2 separate regions of the Zea mays genome follow, and region 2 is linked to region 1. Evidence: chromatin contacts called from public Hi-C data. All regions are on one chromosome and are shown on one strand. The core of a region is the stretch at or near the end of the contact, and the rest is flanking DNA. Distances in the headings are between cores, read along the strand shown. Region 1 has its middle 50 kb from the start of LOC103642717. Region 2 has its middle 78 kb from the start of LOC109943095.

What was found. A called contact is a pair of places that touch in the nucleus more often than the background predicts.
Region 2: a Hi-C map of bundle sheath shows a contact between it and region 1, with 3 times the contacts expected there. The contact joins two enhancer-like sites. A contact is called at or near these places in 2 of 25 Hi-C or Micro-C datasets (bundle sheath and seedling).

What each region holds. Positions count from the first base shown.
Region 1 is chr10:113,883,377-113,887,508 of Zm-B73-REFERENCE-NAM-5.0, forward strand. No RefSeq gene overlaps it. Among protein-coding and RNA genes, the nearest start is that of LOC103642717, 50 kb to the left of the region's middle. Within about 2 kb of position 2,460, at least 15 of the 20 cell types and tissues checked have an H3K27ac peak or open chromatin away from gene starts, as enhancers often do. A contact at or near this core is called in bundle sheath, where this site is marked.
Region 2 is chr10:114,031,740-114,035,871 of Zm-B73-REFERENCE-NAM-5.0, forward strand. No RefSeq gene overlaps it. Among protein-coding and RNA genes, the nearest start is that of LOC109943095, 78 kb to the right of the region's middle. Within about 2 kb of position 2,357, at least 5 of the 20 cell types and tissues checked have an H3K27ac peak or open chromatin away from gene starts, as enhancers often do. A contact at or near this core is called in bundle sheath, where this site is marked.

The DNA.
Region 1 (4,132 bases), core at 1,210-3,709:
CAGGGGGTGGTCGGCCTGGGGCTTCCTCTAACTAGAGGAAGCCCATGGCTCCTTATATATATATATACACGCGCGTTTGGGGAGTGTATAAACAGCTCCTTGGAGCTCACTTGTAAAGAGGAGAAGAAAGTTTGAGAGTATATACACCTTAAAGAGCTTTCTCTCTTTATCTTAGTAGTTTACGTAGTTCCTATGAGTTAGAGTTTAGTCTGAGCTTTGCCTTAGAAATTTTGAATTCTCTTCAAAATCTTTGGGTATAACTCTCTTCTGTGCCACTAACTACCAAGTTAATTCTAGTTATCCTTGTGTCTTACTTTGAGTACTATTTTTAGTTTTACTTAAAGTATCACATTCAAGTATAATTTTACTTTACCTCTATTTCTTGGTTATTGTTGTGGTAGTCTAGGAGCACTTTAACTCAAGGCTTAGGATTGTGTTTGACTGTTGTTAACAAGATCTTGTGTGGCATTGTTATAAGCCAAACCTAGTCCTAGTTATTATTAGGATTGTTAGCTTTGATCCTCTGATTCCGAAGGAGCTGTAGTGTTCAAGCTCTGTTATAATGTGCTATCCTATCCACATAGCTAGTGTCGGTAGCCTCTCTTGGTGACAGCGAGAGTGCAACATGTGTATCTCGACCTCGTTGTCTGGTAGGCCCATAGGTGATAGCTATCTTGCATAGGTCTTCCATATATCTACCCCTAGGAACCCTCAAAATTAAACCTCAGAATTTCACTCGAAGCAAGACCTTTTTTGTGTTTGCTTATCAACAGGTTAACCATGAATAATCCTTTATAGAGTAGTAGAAGTATATTTTGGTTCTCTAACTCCTTGTTGTCCTCCCAGGCAACTTTACCTAGTTACCGTCCATAGGGTCCCTATCTATTTCTTCCTCATAAACCTAGCTTTCCTCTCTTTCGACTGCATTTACTCTCGTCTAATTACTTAATTGTACATTTATAAAGTTTATGATGCAATTTTGAATTTGTGTTGATTAGTTTATATCTAGTATGTTGCTTCCCTATGGAAAATACGATACCTAGAATACTCACAGTGAAGGGCACATAAGTTTCTGTGTGCTTGCGGAGTAAAATCCAATTGACATAAGAACCATCAACGGTGGACAACATACATGCTAGTGATCCACCACTAGACACGCCCAATAAGGAACCCTTGTCCTCTATACATAGAACTTTGTCATGTGAGATCCTAACCTTCGCATTGCATTCACATCCTTTTGAAGCATATTTGTGAATGGGATTACTTACAATTGAACTTTGGGATTCCTCTGATCTACCTAGTGCTAAGTTTGACAAGTACGCATCACACCTACTCACTAGAATCAACTAGGTCAAACTACTACTTTATACCCCTATATAGTATGACCAAGGAAAAATGAACCCCTAAAATTACTCTAAGCGTCCCTCACTCCAATTGACACTTAGAACTAGTATGTCCTTAACCCTGTTGCATATTATTTGAAAACTGAAATAAAATCTATCTAAAGGGCATGAAAACCATTGATTGCTCATTATACGATCATTATTGTGACCTACTTATAATGCCCTTGCAAAATATAGGTTAATTATAATAATTATGTTGTCATTAATCACAAAAAACTAAATTAGAATCCGAGATGCTTTCAGATTTAATGACCTCCAGGAAACCAAAGTATATCTTGGAACCATCTAATCAACTCAATTATCTATGTATGGTAAATTATAAAAGTGTGTTAGGATGTAAAATATCAATATTAAATGAAGTGTACGATAACATTACTTATTATGGTTGGAAATAGGAATTATGTCTGCTACAAAGTTAGCCTGAATGACAAGAGTCTATGGACAAATCTGGGTGCCTCTAGAGGAGGGGCTGCATGTCTGATCATGTAAACAAAAGTATCACGTGCACATCAACACAATTGACATATAGTTATGACATGTTATATATTGACATAATGAAGACATATCAACTTGTGTCGTACATGGATAAACATATTAGTACAATACAAAGGCATATGACATCATATCTAAATGCCAATGTACCTCAAAACCTTAATTAGGCAAGCTATATACATATCACATATCTCAAAACCCTAATTAGGAAAGTTTAGTGTAAGTCGAAGGAGAATGTAGGTTTGGTTTGGTTTGTAGGGACCAATTTCTAGTCCCTCTATTTTAGTCCCTAAATTGTAAACACAGAGACTAAAATAGAGATAATCCTTCTTTTAATCTCAGTGTTTAATAATTTAGAGACTAAAAAGGAGAATTAAAATTTAGTCTCTAAAAACCAAATACACCCTTAATCGTCGAGTCTACAAACATATTATGATATTAGCACCTCAAAAATATTCTTCAAGTTCGAGAGTGGAGTCACAAAAGTGCAAGACATACTGGGCCAAGGATAGCCCAAGGTGGCCAGCCCAAGGCCCGCATCAACTTCTGACAATTGGTCCAACGAGCACCTAGGCAGCCCTTGCAACAACGAAGATGTCGTTGGCTCAGCACTGCACAGCACAACAACCAACCAGGGTATTGGGTCACAAGATTGACGTCCTGCTTTATCTCAAAATTAATATTAAAAACCTGCCAAATCTTAACACACCCAACAAATGATCCTTCGGCGTGATTGATTGTGTACTGTAGTGTAGTGGCAATTTGTCTGTTCACTTTCATGTCCTCTCGCCTAGTGACAACTACAGGCAGTTGTCCCCTGGTTCTAAAAGTCAACAAGGAAAACACTATTCTCTTTATTCTTCTCACTCCAATTAATCCTCCACAGTGCATCTTTTGACCACGTATCATTTTCTCCCGCGAGCGTACAATAATTGGAACATTTCCCTAGTACTTGTTAAGTTTTTCTCAGTGTCGCGTGTTGTTCCAAGTGAATATGAGAAGAAGTCAATAATAGGAAATGCCAAAATTTTATATTCTTTCGTCATGTGACCTAATCAGTTTTTTGAGAATTTTTCAACACCTGGGTACTAGTGGATATTATGTATGACCGAGTCAATTAAGACGCTGCAGCGAGTCGGTGGTCGTAGGCTCCCCGTATCTTTTGGCAAACTCTATGCATTGAATGAGCTTCGTTTTCTTTATTTGCTTCTGTTTCTTAGAGATTTCACTACTAAAAAAATCAGAAAATAGTTTTTTATAGCCTAATAATAGAGGTAATTTTTTTAGCATGACCTTTGTAAATGATTATTAGGTGAGCCCAATACACCAGTAGAAAAGAGCTCTAAGGGTGTGTTTGGTTTGACTTTTGGCTTTGGCTTTTGCCTCCTTAAAAGCCAAAAGCCAACCAAAGGGCTGGATCCAGGAAGCAGCTTTTTCTAAAAGCCGACTTTCTCGTAGTGCAAATCTGAAAGCACTCCTGTACCTGCTTTTAGTAGCTTTTCGGATGAAACTATGAAAACATATATCGAAGAATTTTTAACGACTTTTAGTGGTTTCCACCAAACGATTTTTAGCTTTTTAACAGCTTACAGCCTACAGCAGCTTTTTCTACAGCTCACATCCCACAGCAACTTTTTTCACAGCCACAGCCCAACCAAACAGACCCTAAGCTTATAGTACGCAAAACTTTTCACAAGCGGTTTTAGTTACCAAGTGACAGTGAAAATAAAAAGGTGGACCTGGTTTAAGAAATCGCCAGTGGAAATCAATTTCTATTGGCGGTTTTCTTAACACAACTGCCAGTGCAAATCACACTTTCAGAATAGGAAAATACAACGAAGAACTAAAAGGAAAGACCGTCGAAGAAGTTGAGAAGCTTACACAGAATATGAAAAAGGATTTTGAAGCAAGATACACCACCTACATAGAACACGCAAAGCTTGAATTTCAAGAGAGAGAAGTCATAGTGGCCCGTACAACTTTAAGTAAGTGTGATTTTGTATAAATAAAATTAATAATTTCAATACACATGCATCACAAATTTGATTCGTACAGAGAGCACTGGATATGCTTCTTCATTTATCCTAAGGTTGGAAAGATGCTGGTGCTCGACTCCTTAAACTACGACCCTTCAACCTATTCAAAATTTCTCAGCGTCTGTAAGCTTTTTTTATGCATGCATACTTATATCGGTGAGAATTTTAGAATAACATGGTGAATCTATTTGAGATCACAAT
Region 2 (4,132 bases), core at 1,107-3,606, 150 kb after region 1:
AACCAGTTTCTTGCTATTAAAAGATTTTGACTTCTCATCGAAACCATTCTCTCTCTCTCTCTCTTCTGCTGTTTGCGTTACGCATTTGTTCTCTCTCAGTTTCCCAGTTAGTCCCCCCTATATACCTCTCTATATTAATTCCCTTGTATCTAAAGGATGTTTCCTATGTCCTTTTGAAGCCTAATTTGATTACATGTTTCATACCTAGTGTTGTTACGTACGTAGCGGCATCTGCAAACTCCAACCAATGCAATTTACTTAATTAATTTAGGGGGTATGATAACACTTGAAGGCCATGTTTGTTTCAGCTTTTTCAGCTTCTGGCCACCAGAATCTGCTACAAGTTGCAAAGCGTCCCACTTCTATAAAAATCACTTTAGTTAAAACCTATCTAAAATTGAACGCAGAATCGAACAAATCTTTGTGATAATAGAAAACCATCACTTTCTATATCCTAAACTCTAAGTACTTTTTTATCTTTCTCCGTGTGTAACCTCTATAATACTCAGATTCTCTTCACAGCTTCATGGTCAGATTCTTAGAAAAGTTTCTCAAAAAACAGTTGAACCAAACATGCCCGAAGTACGGCCACGAGAATCTAGCTAGCCAGAGAAATTAAATTAAAGAAGCATGTTAATTAATGTATATAATTAATAGATGTTTGGTGAAGAGGCATTCCTTTTATCATGTGATGATTTCAGGATTATCTGAAAGTAAACCAGCAAAACAAAACACATATGTGTGTGCGCTGAAGTCATCCTCCATTTCTTTTCCTGGTAGCTAGAGAGATATTCCAGCTATACACGCATCCTCTAATAAAAGCATTGTGCATGCTTTGCTCTTGGTGCCATGAAAACATGCCTACTACTGCCACGTGGACATTTTTTTTCCGAAAGTCAGAAAAATGTAGCTCTAGCTTGATTTAACTATACTCATAGAGATATTAAAAAATGTGTAATTGTTGGCTTGGTAGCATGTGCCGAGATTTTTTTTCCCTGAACTGCCGGCATGTGATATATGGTACGAACATATGGAGGAACCTAGCAGCTGCATCATCCTCCATCCCATGCTTCTAGAAGCATATGGTCAGGTATCATTATTAAATGCCAAGATGTTCATACGCAACTGTATTTTTATTGGTATAGTATATATCGATACACAGCTTTCCAAACGTCCAGCTAGCAATTGAATGAATGAAGATATATGCACCCATCACATGCATATATATCTAGCTACAAGAATCTCGCTAGCTAGTATTCTGAATTGAGTTATATATAGGGATCAGGTGATTATTAAGTGTTTTTTTAATTACTGAACCTTTGTTTCTTCCAAAACTCCTCCTTTTCCTCGAGCTAGTTATTTTTTATAGGGTATAAGGACGTCACGCACACTCACACCACTACACATATCACATATGTTTTCTCTATGCTTAGAAAAATCACGGATAAATGGTACGTCACTAAGAGCTCGAACCTTTATGGGAGCGCTTCCGGTCAGTGGCCTTTGCCACAGCGCCTCCTCCTTTTCCTCCCGCTAGTTATTTTTTATAGGGTATATGGAGTATGGACGCCACGCACACTCACACCACTACACATATCACATATGTTTTCTCTATGCTTAGAAAAATCACGGGTAAATGGTACGTCACTAAGAGCTCGAACCTTATACCGGAGCGCTTCCGGTCAGTGGCCTTTGCCACGGCGCCGTGAGCCCCTTCGCCCTCCCGCTAGTTATTTGGTTGTGCATAACCTATCTCTTGCCTTGTGTGGTTACTAAACTGTTTTTTTAAGAAATCTTTGTTCAAGGATGTGGTGGTGTATCATCCTATATGTTTCTTTGCTTTCATGATGGCTACAACCGTACAAGTACCAAAATTTGACACGCACATTTCTTTCTCGATCGGCAGCCTTCTTTTCCCCCTTTCCTTTGGGGCTTGTGGGGCTTTTGTGCTTGATACATTTCTTCAACTCATCATCTATCGATCAAAAGAAATTAAATGTTAAGGACTAGTTTAGAAACTTAAATCTCCTACGGCCTTGTTCGTTTCTATCGGATTATATCCGGAATCGTTCCAGCTAATCAAAGTTTATATAAATTAGAGAAGCAATCCGGTTAGGAATCGTTCCGACCCACCAATCCGGCACAAACGAACAAGACCTACGGGTTTTCTGATTTTCCTCTCGATCCTCAGGAATCTAAAAAAAGATTTAAGTTTCCAAACTGGTATTAAGATGTATATGATAGATGCTCCGTGCTGGATCGAGATGGTCTCTCACTCTCACACGTGTGCATGCGTCGGCCGTACACAACAACTCAACAAGGGCCAATGGCATCTAACTTGTTGTCGTCTGATCATGTCTTTCTTCGCTCGTACAGATGGAGAGGGAGAGGATATATACGTGTGAGACAAGATTGAGCAACACGTCAGGTCTCGGCTGCTAGCTGCGCCTAACTATAACTAACATAAAGACCTCTCGATGCCTACTTACCTTAGCTTTGACAGCATATATATATATATATTGCTTCAATGTTGTTTCTAGGACTCAGGAGTCGTATATATGTTTAGATACTTCTCCTGTCCATTATATTTTGCTATCTGATGCTGATGTCAACATCGTTGTGGCATGCAAGGAGGACCATGGTGGATGGCAACACCAATTTGTTGTGGTCATGTATTTGGGACCATATTTTTAATAATTAGTTGCATATGGATGAAACAACTGTTTGGCCTACCATGGCATGCACATACAACTCCTGTGTGTTCAGGGGATAAATTAAAAATAAAGATTATTAGATTATATATCATCGTGAATTGTATGGAGACTTTTTCGGTGGGACAATACATTTTGGAGGTGATTGACTTGGGGAGTCGTCTCATTATCCTAGCCAGATTTTTAGTGGGACTGCCCCATATTCATACAAATTATTACGTGTTCCAAGCAATAAGTAGTGATAGATCAGTATATTTCACTACTGCACACAATACTATTCATTCCAGCTATAGGTTTTAATGTCTATATTCAAATGTGTGATGATGAATCTAAACACATATGTAAAACACACAAATCAAGTGTTGTATGAATCTATTAATAATGTAAAAAGAATTTTAATTTAGGACAAAGAGGGAGTATAGTTCATCGACCATCGGTTCATGTTATGAACCATGGGTGAGATGATATTCACCACCGGCCGGTTCGTATTACAAATCGATGGTGAAAATGAGAGTGATTACAAATCGATGATATTCACCAACTGGGGGTGATGGTTTGACCCATTTTCACCGCCTGTTTTGTGTTATGAACCGATGGTGAAAATCATTTTCACCAATGTGGTTTAAATCTTTATATTTGATTTTAGAATTTCTTATAATTCTATTGATCGCTGGCTGATAACATATGGACCATAAATGATTTTTATTAGATTTAAGTTGACCTATTTCAAGGACCTATTTCTGAGAATTTTATGAGATTTATTAGACAAGTTGTAGATTTCGAAGATCTACAACTACAACTTTCTATTTCAACTGTCCACCTAAATTTAAGTCGAATCTTCGACTTAACGTACATATATTTTCTTAGATTTTTTATTTTATAGTATTTTTTTTCAATGGTAGGTAAGATAAGACGTATGCGCGTGTGTATAATCAGTATCACATTTGTACCGTGTAATTCACAAAAGAAAACTATTGGCTCCTTTTGTCTCGTCGTTTTCTTTATATATATACTCGATTCTCTCGCCTTCTTCCTTTTTTCAGGAAATGCATATGCACAGAATAAATGTTACGCAGGAATCTTGTTCGCGTTCACGATGTGCATGCCCTTTAATTTACTCATGTTCCTTTCTTCCCTTTCCATTTCCCTCCGATGCTTCCATTTTCCATATCGTCTATATTGACATAAGATCAATTGTGTGGTGGGCGACTCTGCTGTCATTTTCAGAAACATGGACGGTTAAATGTAAATTCTCTACTTTACATGCATTATATGCATGTTTTACAAGATCTTGTGCAACATAACATGCATGTTCCACCATTAGACAACCGACCTTTGGTGTTTGGCTTTATATCGGCTAGAGTCGGCCAGTGGGGTCCAGCACTAATATGTAAGGATTAGGATCTGTTTGGTTCTCGGCT